Linked DNA regions of Zea mays: region 1 is linked to region 2. Evidence: chromatin contacts called from public Hi-C data. All regions are on one chromosome and are shown on one strand. Each heading gives the region's core, a stretch centred on a gene start, on an enhancer-like site or on the middle of the called end of the contact. The rest is flanking DNA. Distances are from core to core; before and after follow the strand shown.

Region 1 (6,062 bases), core at 1,685-4,184, 170 kb after region 2:
GTCATTATATAGTAAAACAAGGTTATAAAATACATATGCAAGTTAAAGAACTTGAGAATTTTGGTTATGTTATAGTGGAGAAGTCTGTGGTAGGTTGCATTATAGCTAAGCTACCACATACTTAGATAATTTTTGCTACTTCTCTGAAACATAAAAAACAAGAGTTTAACATTGTTGATCTCATTGACTCTTTATATGATGAAGAAATGGTGAGTACTAAAGATGTCCGTGACAAGAAAGTTGTTGAGGGGGAGTTCTAGCGCCCATGTGGTGTAGAATGTTGAAACAAGCTAGTCGTTGATTGATGGAGAGACTCCTTATAATAAGATCCAAATTGTTAGATATGCACGTTTCTTTTAGTCTGTATGGCATTTTTATTAAATTCTTAATGTGATCGGAGTGGCTTAATATTTAATTAGGGATGTTATCCTATGGAATATTGTAGAAGAAACACACTACATGAGTTCAACTACTAGTATAATCTATGAGATGTGGGCAATCTCTAGATACTCGTGAAAGACATTGAAGTGTAACTTATATATTTCAAACCGAGGGGATACTTGTGCCAACCTAGTGCTAGAAAAGAACTTTATTGAAACTCACCTTTCACAAAATTGTCAATCCAAGGTATAATCCATTGTTCAGTTGTGAATAAGTTGTAATCCTTGTTCTAGATGGATGTCCAACTTAGGCTCTGTTTGTTTCCCTCCTAGATTATATAAGTTAGATTATGGTAGAAGGGTATAAGGATAAAATATCACTTTGAGATCATAAATAAGCTTAAATAAGATACATAATACAATCTTATTTCAGCTTGGTCACAAATTAATATTTTATCCTCTTACCTAGTGGCGGACGCAGAACGAAAATTCAGGGGGGCAAAAAAGACTACATGAGAGTCATGATTTTCTAGTTTGCCAAGTCCGCCGACCGCAGTATTGTTGCGACGAGCGAGATCTAGCTTGTCGAGCGGATCGACGTCATGATAAAAACATGACAAGGGACGGAGGCGCCAGGAAGGGGCGAAGTCGGGTGGCGTCGTATCGGGAATGGGTCGGCGGCGAAAACGAGGCAGCGAGCAGACTGGTTTAGGTGGTGTCGGGAAGATTAGAGTTAGACCGGTAGATGCAAGGACTGAACCGAGAGGATCCGACGAGCAGGCTCATAACACAGTTGTTTTAGGCCATGTTCTAAATTTCTAGAGTTAACTGTTAACTGGTTTTAGCTGAGTTGGTGCATCTAACAACTAATACTTATTTGAGGGGTATAGCTAACAATTAGTTGTTCCGTTCTAAACCTCCCGACTAATTTTAGCAACTATCTATTATATTAGTTTTACGTCCCATTTGAATCATTGGAATTGAATTCCATTCCAATAATAGTAATTTAGATATATATATATATATATCAATTAAGCTAATTCGATTTTATACAAAATATATTTGTATACTATTATTAGTAAGATGTCAGAGATATTTATGTGCTACATTTTACTATATAGGAGTGAGACGAAGAGTGTCATGTAAGTTACAGAGTAGAAACAAATTCTACTAATGCATAAAATCATTTCTCATCCTCCACCCTATGAATTTGAGATATGCTTATATCTGAACTTTGGAAAGTGGTGGAATGTCAAATTCCAAAATAAATAAGTTACTTTATTGAGTGAATTCTATTTCCTCTAAAATGAAGGGATCTAAACGCCTCGTTAGAGATTTAGAACAATACTTTATACTATCTAAAATTTTGATTTTTTTCTACACTTAATACTAAATAATCGTTAGACATAAAAGGGTGTACAAAATTGAGGGAGCATGACCCACTTTGCCCCCTTTGGATCCGTCTCTGCTCTTACTCTTCCATTATATTCCAACTTATATCATCTAGAAGGGAAACACACATTCCATAATAATCTTCACTAAAACTCTAGTATATTAAAGAACAATGACTTTGAGATTATTTAATAGACCGCGTGTGCCGTTATATCGCTGGTTGGATCCAACCTACCTAATAGGGCTAGAGTGTGTGCCGTCATGTCACCTATCGATAATGGGTTGGACGCAACCTAATGGAGCTAACCGTTGATCCAGGTTGTTGTCTCGTACCGGACCTGTTTTTTATCTGGACATGCTTGTGCACGAGAACCCGCCAATCAATAATGCCCACACTGTGTGCCTGGCCGTGCAGAGGAATGGCGCCAGCTCTCACAATTGCATAGGTGAGACCTTCATAATTTATGCTAAGTTTACTTGATGAAATGCAATTTCTCTAAAACAGTAATGATAACACTACAACGAGAATAATTTTAGGAGTAATAAGATGAACCATGGGTCAGGCTAAAATCGCAGACCTCAGCGCCTTCGACAGTTCGACTGCCAGGTACTAACCAAGGATAATTAGCTGGAGTACTGTGCTATCATTGCATCAGCCTATACATATGCTAGCTGTCAACCACTCAACTGCTTGGGTCCCTTGTTTAAGGCCAAAACTTTATCTTTGCTTTGTCCAGTTGTAGACCTGATCACGCAGTTGAAACAGAGCAACCATGTGTGAATTTTGCGAAATTCTTGTGAAATTCCAAAAAAATTCCTATTTGATGAAAGAAATACTCTACACACCAGATAAGGCAGAGGCGGTGTTAACGCTTTTCCTCAGCTAGAAATTGCGTGGATGCATTCGTTGACCGTGCTCTCCCAAAAACGATGGGCGGCTTTCTACGCGGTCCGGATCCTCGCCGTCCTAACAACTTCCGGCGGCGTGAGTCGTGACCGCGGTGGTGCGAAAGCACCACGAAGGAAAGCGAAGCTGCGAAGAGCGGCCTGTGGCACTGGCAGTGCACGTGTGCCGTGTGTGCTGCGGCGCGGCGCACACGGCAGGCACTGCACAGCCAGCGAGGCAGAAGAAACACAGGGAGCGCCGCGCCCCCACCAGACCTGCCCTGCCACCCACTCCAGCTCGCCGGGCTCGGGCGTTCCGGAAGAAACAAGGCTGGAAAATATATTTTTTAAACAATTCGACCAACCCCAAGTCCAGACCCGCAGCGCCCGCCGGAGGCGGAGGGAACCGAGCCGGCGACCGGCAGACCGCAGAGAAGAGGCCTGGAGCCGACCGCAGAGAAGAGGCCAGGAGCCGACCGCAGGCAGCCGCCACCGCACCAGAACCCGAGGTCTCGAGGCAATCGAGCGCACGCGGGTCGGGGGCTGCGGCCATGTCGGTGAGTTGCGGGCTCGAGTGGGTGGTGTGCCTTGGCTGCACGCGGTGGGCGTGGAAGCGGCTCACCTACATCGGCGCCTACGACAGCGAGACGTGGCCGCCGGCGTCCGCCGACGAGTTCGAGCCCGTCCCGCGCCTCTGCCGCGCCGTGCTCGCGAACTACGACGAGGAGCTCTCCAGCCCCAAGTTCGCGCCGCCGGAGCACGGCTACTTCGATATCGACCCCAAGGGCATCCTCAAGCGGGCTAACTACGACGAGGTCCGCAACGCGTGCCCGCCGTACCTCGTCTACGTCGACGAGGCGCACAAGGAGATCATCCTCGCCGTGCGCGGCCTCAACCTCGTGCGCAACGCCGACTACAAGGTGCCTGCCTTCCGTTCCGTCGTCCAGCTCGCGAGCAATCGGCGATCGGCCGTCCCGTCGTGAGCGGGAGAGGTTTGACGGGTTGTCGCTCGCGTCACGAATTCCTCCGCAGGTGCTCATGGACAACAAGCTCGGGATGCAGATGTTCGACGGCGGCTACGTGCACCACGGCCTGCTCAAGGCCGCCAAGTTCATCCTGGAGCGGGAGACGGAGACGCTGAGGAACCTGCTGCGCCGTTACGGGCCCGAGTACAAGCTCATCCTCACCGGCCACTCGCTCGGCTCCGGCATCGCCGCGCTCATGACCGTGCTGGTGGTCAACAACCGCAAGGAGTTCGACAACATACCCAGGAGCCGAGTCAAGTGCTACGCCCTCGCGCCCGCCAGGTGTATGTCGCTCAACCTCGCCGTCAAGTACGCTGACGTCATCAACTCCGTCGTGCTCCAGGTACGGAGGCGCGTTGGACCTTCTATCTTAAGGTGGTCGCTCCGTGCGGTATTAGGATGTTGCCACGGAGTTCTCCGGATGTTGATTTTTCTGCCTTGATGAACAATTGCTCTGTTGGGATGGTTTTTTGGCGAGGGGAGGGGGAAAGGGGATCAATTGGATCAAATGTGCTTTGCTTGTTGCCTCATTGAGAATGTCTTTCAAAGCTGAATTAGTTTGATTAGACGGAACGGCAGGAATCGTTTAGTTTTCACGCGCTAAAGAAAGGTTGTCTAGAGGAGGTTTAAGTCATATCTGTCCATCATGGAATGCAATGTTCAATTTGAGGAGCAGCCTGTACCGATAAATGGACCCTGCTTTCTCATTGCCCCACAACGTGATGAATTTGTTTCATGCAGCAAGTTGAGTTGATAGAGAATAGAGACCATGGTTTAGATTTTTGAAGAAACATAGATAGCGTGCTTGAATATATTATATATATTCTATTTGTGTGTGCTGCAAGTCTGCAACTACCAATGTTGGTTGTTGTTCTGTTGCTGTCTTGCTTATTCTGAATAAATGAACCTTTATGAACTCAGCCAATCCTGTATTGTCAATTTAATTGTTATCTCTGGTAGTAATGAAATCTTAGTCTCATCTGAAGTCTTTGCCTTTATGGTCTCTCTTCCAGGACGACTTTTTGCCAAGAACACCGACTCCGCTAGAGTACATTTTTGGTTCTATCTTCTGGTAACTAGATCATGTTCACTGTCTCCAGATTCTTATTTGTTCAGGAAAAAGAACAACTGCATGTATGATCGAGTTTTTCACCATGCCTTTATGCTTTGGAGTTTGGACAGCTTGCCCTGCATGCTATTTCTCATCTGCTTGAGAGATACATTTAAACAAGACAAGAGAAAATTTAAAGATCCAAGAAGACTGTATGCACCTGGGCGAATGTATCATATCGTTGAGAGGAAATTTTGCAGGTAATGTATCATGTCATTGCAAATAGCATCTTCCCCTGCTTGCGAATTGCTCTTTTCTTTTTTTATGTCATAAATAATATAAACAAAAACCTACTCTTCTAGTATATGGGAGCTCCTGCCTATGGATTATAATCCATACTACAGTCTTTTCATGATTTAAAGCAAAGATTTTTAGTCCTTGTATTTTTTCTAGCAGAAAGCAGCAAAGCTTCAGTCTGCTCATGCATGAGAGTATGGAGGCTCCAATCATGTATTCTTCTATATTGTTTGAACAGATGAAGGCTACCTTCCTCAACTTCCTTACATTTCTTCTGGTCAATTAAAAGATAAAATGAATTACAAATATTAAGAATAAGTTAGAGTTCAGGAGCCTAGTACAGATAGGTTGTTTCGAAATTGGCGAGTTATCTCGAGATTATCGGATAATATATCTTTTTAGGGCCTATTATCATGGAATGTGATCCATGCCAGTACCTAGGTTTGATGTATGTTGGTACAGCATGATGTGCATAATACATTTTTTTTTCGCGAGCGGGTTGAGACCCGTATTTCATTAAGAGGGAAGGAGTTCTATTACAGCATGACCTGCATAATACAATGCTTAAGGTGTTTTATTTAACATTTTTTTTCACTGTTGTACACGAAAGTATGCTATGATATTTTTAATGGATATAGTTCTACTCATCTGCAGATGTGGAAGATTCCCACCTGAGGTTAGAACTGCAATTCCAGTGGAAGGGCGCTTTGAGCATGTTGTGTTATCATGCAGTACCACTTCTGATCATGGCATTTATTGGATTGAACGAGAATCACAAAAGGCTTTAGAGGTATAAACTCATTATACTACATGTCCCAGATTTATTTTTACAATTTAACATGTACTTTCCCTTTCTCTCTGCAAACTGTAGTATCTTGTTGATTACACATTTATCCAATTGCTAAATCTTGGCCATATTATATTTACGGTTGATATACCATTGTACTTACAAGAAATTGTTAGAAAATGATAGGGAAGTTCCCCTACCATATATGTAATATAAATATCCAATATAAGAACGAAATAGCATCA
Region 2 (6,452 bases), core at 678-3,177:
AACTCCGCCTTGTTGCCATCTTCATCTGCTGAGTAAAGTTTACAATAGAGGCAACCTGGTGTTTTGTGAAAGAAAGGGTGAGTACACATTAACATACTCAGCAAATGCCCCATTTGGCCAAGGTGGAATAACATTATGTGGAGTTTGGCTATTAGCGATTGCTTTTACTTCATCAAGTTTTATCATTAACATAAGCTAGGTTTTATCATAAATCCCAAGTTATTAGCCCATGGGATACCTACTCATAGAGGAAATATCAGAATCTGTAATCAAGATCATCGTAATTAAAGTCATCATCAGAATTGTAACCAGGGTATCTCTAATCAAAGTAGCTCCCAGGGCCGCTCTTGACCGTGAGCACGACTGATATATCAGTTTCAATACCCTCTAAAGAGGTTGCACACTTTACCCATGATCTGTGATTCCCTTTCTAGCTTGGGTTTGCAAGGCCCAAATTCACTTCCGAGGTGAATGGCTAGGGATTCACTACATAGGCTTTACAAAGATTCCCCAAAATGTATAGCTTCCCGTTAGGTTTTCTTGGTGTTGTAAGCACAATACACCTCCCCGAGGGGGCGAACCACTCTCGGTAGAGAGATTATGTAACACCTCAAAATCTTATTGTGGTGATTAGAAAATTTCTATGAAATATTTGGATTAAAAATGGTTTTTCCTTGAAACTATTTTTCTAAAGCCAAATAGATGGGAAAAATAAAATATTAGTTATGTGTTTAAATCATTTTAAACATAAGTTATATGATGAAGTAGTTTACATGAATTATTCTTTTTAGGAATTGTATGGGAGATTAGGTGGTTTCAAAAATAGAAAAGTTATTTGAATTTTAGGAAGCATGAACTATGCATTCGAAATTAAACAATTAATTAAAGGAATAAAATGAACCTAGCATTGAATGCTGGTAAATTTCTATGTTTGTTCATTTTAAATAAATTTTGAAATTCAAAGACCTGATTTGAATTGGGATTCAAACTTAAATTAAAGAAGTTAAAATAGAAAGGAAAAGGAATAGAAGAGATAAAGGAAAAGAGAAACTCGCTGTTGGGCCGAAACTCGCCCACGCGGCCCATTCCTATCCCCCACTGCACGGCCCAGCCAGCCCCGCTTCCAACGACCGCAAAGCCCGTATCTACATTCTGCGTTCGTCCCTGACAACGTGGGCCCGGTCCGCCAGCCTAATACGCCACCTGGACTCCTCTGTTGGTCGTTGCGGAGTGGGTCCCGTTTGCCAGGTTCGTCTCCACCAAACTGATGGACGTTGCACCTCAACAGACCACCGAGATCCCCGACCGCAGCCAGAAAACTATCTAGCCGAGGTCCTATAAATACCCGAGTGCTCGCCTTCGTGTATCCCAAACACAGAGAGAGACCCACCGGTGGTGCGGAGAACGAAAGAGCAGAAAGATGGAGAAGCCGCAGTCGCCGTCGCGCCTAGGTTTCATCCACGTCGTGCCTCTACTCGCAGTGGATGGCTAGGGAGATTCGCTGAGGCATGATGAAGGAAGATGTGACAGCGAAGTAGGGGGGAGGCCCCTCAGTGGCGCCCAAATTCCTCGTCGAACGACAACAGACGACGTGGATCCACCATGCACCGTGGCCGAAGATTTCTGCTGCGCCACCGTCGGTAAGACCTCTTCCCACGTGCTCGTCATCAACTCCGCATCACGTAGAAGCTTTCGGATTAGGAAGTAATGCCCTGGGTCACTGGATCGTTGATCTCCGGCGTGATCACCGCATCGGCACGGTGGCGCCGCCGTGCGCGGACAGCCGGAGGGGGGAATAGTGCTTACCGTTGATCGATGGGGGAACGACTAGGATTAGATTCTTCTGTTACTGGTTGGGGTATGGAATCTGCACCGTCTGATCGGGAGAGAGCGGGTGAGATTATAGGAAGTGTGCCGCTTCGACCACATTCGTTTTGAGCCGTCGATGGCGTGATAAGCGATCATGAGTGAGATCAAGACACGAGGGGTGGTGCTGACCGTCGACATTTGATCAAACGACTACTATTTGGTACCGGTTCGGTTATGAGCTTGATCTAATCTAGGCCATTGAAAGCAGACCCGACGGCTCTGGATGGCTCGTACCCCTTCGGTCGCAAACAAATGCAAAAGAACCGATGTCGTTTTACCAAATAAACCCGTCATCCCGTGCCATTATAAGATCATTACAGATTGACCCAAACATTTATAGATCAGTCCTTGACCTTTGGGAAATTAATGTCGCCACCCATTTTTCAGTTAACAACAATAATAAAATCTAGAAATTGGTTTCTATGCGTAAAACTAATTCCAAAAATCATAGAAAATCTATAAATGATTTATTCTACAATTTGACCCGTGCAAGTTGCGTTAGTTTTATAATAAAGTTACCCACAGAGTGACAATATTATTCGATCATGTCCCATAACTTTTATAAATAGGTATTTTGTTTAACCTATGTTAGTAGATTAACTTTTCTGGTCAAAGTTAAATTGTTTATAATAATAAGTTGGCTAACATATGATTTCTAATTAAGTTATAACTTGGATTAGGATTAAGTTAGATATTTTCATTAGAATATCATTTTTGTATGATTTATAATAATCAACATAGAACATAGTTTTCCTATTTAATCACATAAATCTTTCGAAAGTCATATCTTTATGATCGTGACTCCGATTTTAGTGATTCTCAAACACACGACCTCGCAACAGCGCGTAGAATATTCTTATGCTATTTGTTCTCTTGTTTGATGTACTGTTATTTTTATGTACTCCTTGTCTATTTGTATGTATTGCTACGAATAGCGGTGAGGTCACGAGAATCTGAAGACCAACTTGGTACCTGAGGATCTCGAATCTAAGGCAAGTTGTGCCCTTAATCACTTTTCTCTACCTAATAATGTTCCTATAAATCAATGTGATATGCTCAGGTTAATTTGATGGGACCTAATAGGTTTCCCTAGCATTGTTATTCTCCACCTTGCAAACATATGAACTATTGGGTAGATTTGCTATTGCTCTACCTAGTTTTGGGAAGTTAATGTTTTATTATGGTCATGTTCAAATTATGTTGTTGTTTTAATTACTGTTCATGATAAGATCATCATGTTAATTGGAACATGGAGAACCACCCGAAAAAATAGTGCTACCACAAGGGTGGTATGGGACGCCCTTGGCTGACTAATTAGGAAAGCTAGTGGAAGACTACCTTACCCGAAAGGGGCAAGGGCGGTAGAGGAGCTACATATAGGGAGGTTCTCGGGTCAATCATGCTGCGATGGCTTTTCGGACGAGGGATTCCTATATTGCCCTTCTCAGAAACCGTAGCGAGTTTTCTGAAGCTAGTGGAACTTTGTAAAGGCCTCGTAGTGGTACCCTGCCTCGTCTCCTCGGCAGAGATGAATGGGAAGTCGCGATCCATTGGCAAATGGGTAACATGACTTGTGGGTAAAGATGCGCAACCTCTGTTGAGTGTAAAACTGGTATGTCAGTCGTGCTCACGGTCATGAGCAGCTCGGACATTCACATGATTAATTTATGGAATTAAACTTTTGTCATTTGCATTGCATTGTGGGTGTTGTTATTAATTTGATCTCTAACTTATTTGGATTGGTATCTACTTATACTTAGTAACTGCTAATAAAATTTTGACCAACTTTAAAAGCAATGCTCATCTTTAACCATCTCCTTTGGTAAGCCTTACACTTCATATGAGCTCCCACCTTTGGTGAGTTCATGCACATTATTTCTCCACAACTTGTTGAGCGATGAACGTATGTGAGCTCACCCTTGATGTACTCATATCCCGTCAGGTCAAGAACAGGTACCACAAGATGAGACGCATGAAGGATGTCGTGATGAGTTTGTGAGTGGTCTAGGGCATCGTCTCACAGTCAACTTTGGGTTGCTGGATCGTTGTCTTCATATGATGTAACTATTTAACTATTTTATACAGAACTTCATTATATATTAAAGTTGTGACATTCGTTTCTATACCATGAGCCATCATATGTGTGAGACTTGATCCCAGCACAATTGGTGAAGTTCACGCCCGGGTTTTGGACACCTAAAATCCGGGTGTGACAGATTACTGCACCTCGGGCCCCATTGATGACACGTAGGTTAGGAAAACTACACCTCAGGTTCCTCTAATTAATTGGCTAAGGGTGTCCCATACCACCCGCATGGCTGCACTATTTTTTTGGGTGGTCATCTAATGAATCGGTCCTTATGGAGAAGCACTCAAGGCATAGCCCGAGTCTCCTTTAGTGTCACAAGTTCATAATCACATCCAAAATATAAGCATCGTTTCAAAATTAGTCTCATCATGTTCATTAATTAAGTTCAAGCACTAGCATAAAGCTAATCATCATAGCCCAACCCAATAGGTGTCACACCTAGATTTAAGGGCAAACCCGGGTGCGTCTCATATGTGCGCCAAGTAATCCACCCATACAATGACTAAGAGTATAGAGATGAATGTCATAAACAATGAAAATGTCTTACAAAATAACTAATAATGAATAAATTGAACTAAGACAATTATTTCCTCGGTGCCAACAATTGACTAGGAGACGACACCTAGATCTCAACAAACTCATCATAGTAGTCCTCCTCCGGCGGTACCTGCTCTTCACCTCTGGGGGTTATAGCAATAGTGAGATCACAGACGTTCATTGCTCATCAAGTGTGGGGAATGATCTGCATGAGCTCACTTATGGTGGGAGCTCATGTTTAGTGTAAGGCTTATCAACAAATAATGGTTAAGAATGAGCATTGCTTTTAATAAGTTGGTCAAAATTTTATTAGTAGTTACTAAGTATAAGTGTATACCAGCCCAATTAAATAATAGCACAACTAATAATAAATCCAATAGTGCAATGCAAATGAAAGATTAAGTTTAATTCCATAAGTTACTCATGTGAGGGTCCAAGCCGCTCATGACCGTGAGCACGACTGATATACCAACTTTACACTCTGCATGGGTTGCACATCTTTACCCACAAGCCATTATACCCATCTGCCATGGGGTCATGAATCCTATACACCTCTACTAAGGAGGTGAGGCAGGGTAGCACTACGAGGCCTTTCCAAAGTTCCACTAGCAAGAGAGAACCCACTACGGATTTAGACAAGAGGGGGTGATATAGGAATCCCTCGCCAAAAAACTATCATAGATAGATCGACCCGAGATCCTCCCTATACCGACAGCTCCCCACACCCCGCTTGCTGAAAGTCGCCTAGAGGGGGGGGGGTGAATAGGGCGAAACTGAAATTTACAAATATAAACACAACTACAAGCCGGGTTAACGTTAGAAATATAAACGAGTCCGCGAGAGAGGGCACAAAACAAATCACAAGCGAATAAGTAAGTGAGACACGCGGATTTGTTTTACCGAGGTTCGGTTCTCGCAAACCTACTCCCCGTTGAGGAGGCCACAAAGGCCGGGTCTCTTTCAACCCTTCCCTCTCTCAAACGGTCCCTCGGACCGAGTGAGCTTTCTCTTCTTAATCACTTGGAACACAAAGTTCCCACAAGGACCACCACAAGTTTGGTGTCTCTTGCCTCAATTACAAGTGAATTTGATCGCAATGAAAGAATCAAGAAAGCACGATTTGAAAAAGCCAAGCGACAAGAGCGACAAATAACACACGGATCACTTTCTCTCTCAAGCCACTAATCACTAATGATCTCTTTTCTCAATTGTGAAACTTGGAGAGATGGAGGTTTTGAATGTGTCTTGGAATGGATTGCTAGCTCTTGTATTGAATGTTGAAGGTTGGAATGCTTGGATGGATTGAATGGAGGTGGTTGGGGTTGTATTTATAGCCACCAACCATTTCCTAGCCGTTGGGCCATTCTGCTGAGCGCGGACGGTCCGCCCTCCTGGTGCGGACGGTCCGCCCCTGTAGATCAACGGCTGAAAATGCAACGGTCAGCAGTAACGGCTATATCAACGGCTATATTGCATTTAATGCGTCGTCAGATGTCAGACAGAGCCAGTCGCGGACGGTCCGCCCACCTGGTCCGGACGGTCCGCGAGGCCGCTATAATTCATTTCTCCAAACCCGTTACCTTCGGGTTTTTCGGTTTCTCACCTACCGGACGGTCCGCGCCAGAGGCCGGACGGTCCGCACAAGGGCTCGGACGGTCTTTGCTTTTCCTCCGGACAGTCCATAGCACAGACTTGGATTTTTGCATTGGTTCTGGCCGAGTGACATCCTCGTGTCGCGGACGGTCCGCCGCAAGGGCCCGGACGGTCCGCGCTTGGCCTGTTTTTCCAAAAAGCTTCTCCTGTCCGGAATAATCTACGGTATTCCGGACAGTCGAATTAGTATAGTTGTAGATGAACCTTTGGCACCTGTAGAACATGTAATCTAGAGCAAACTAGTTAGTCCAATTTATTTGTGTTGGGCGATTCAACCACCAAAACTATTTAGGAACTAGGTGTA

Evidence for each region. A called contact is a pair of places that touch in the nucleus more often than the background predicts.
Region 1: a contact with region 2 is called in a Hi-C map of leaf, with 5 times the contacts expected there. The contact joins the promoter of LOC100191619 here to the enhancer-like site in region 2. A contact is called at or near these places in 2 of 25 Hi-C or Micro-C datasets (endosperm and leaf).

Annotation. Positions count from the first base shown.
Region 1 is chr6:129,499,923-129,505,984 of Zm-B73-REFERENCE-NAM-5.0, forward strand. It overlaps LOC100191619, which reads left to right and starts at 2,935. Exons shown (of 6, transcript NM_001137048.2): 1 at 2,935-3,577; 2 at 3,690-4,025; 3 at 4,696-4,754; 4 at 4,865-4,993; 5 at 5,685-5,820. The coding sequence starts at 3,209.
Region 2 is chr6:129,334,789-129,341,240 of Zm-B73-REFERENCE-NAM-5.0, forward strand. No RefSeq gene overlaps it. Among protein-coding and RNA genes, the nearest start is that of LOC100280336, 80 kb to the right of the region's middle. Within about 2 kb of position 1,928, at least 18 of the 20 cell types and tissues checked have an H3K27ac peak or open chromatin away from gene starts, as enhancers often do. A contact at or near this core is called in leaf, where this site is marked.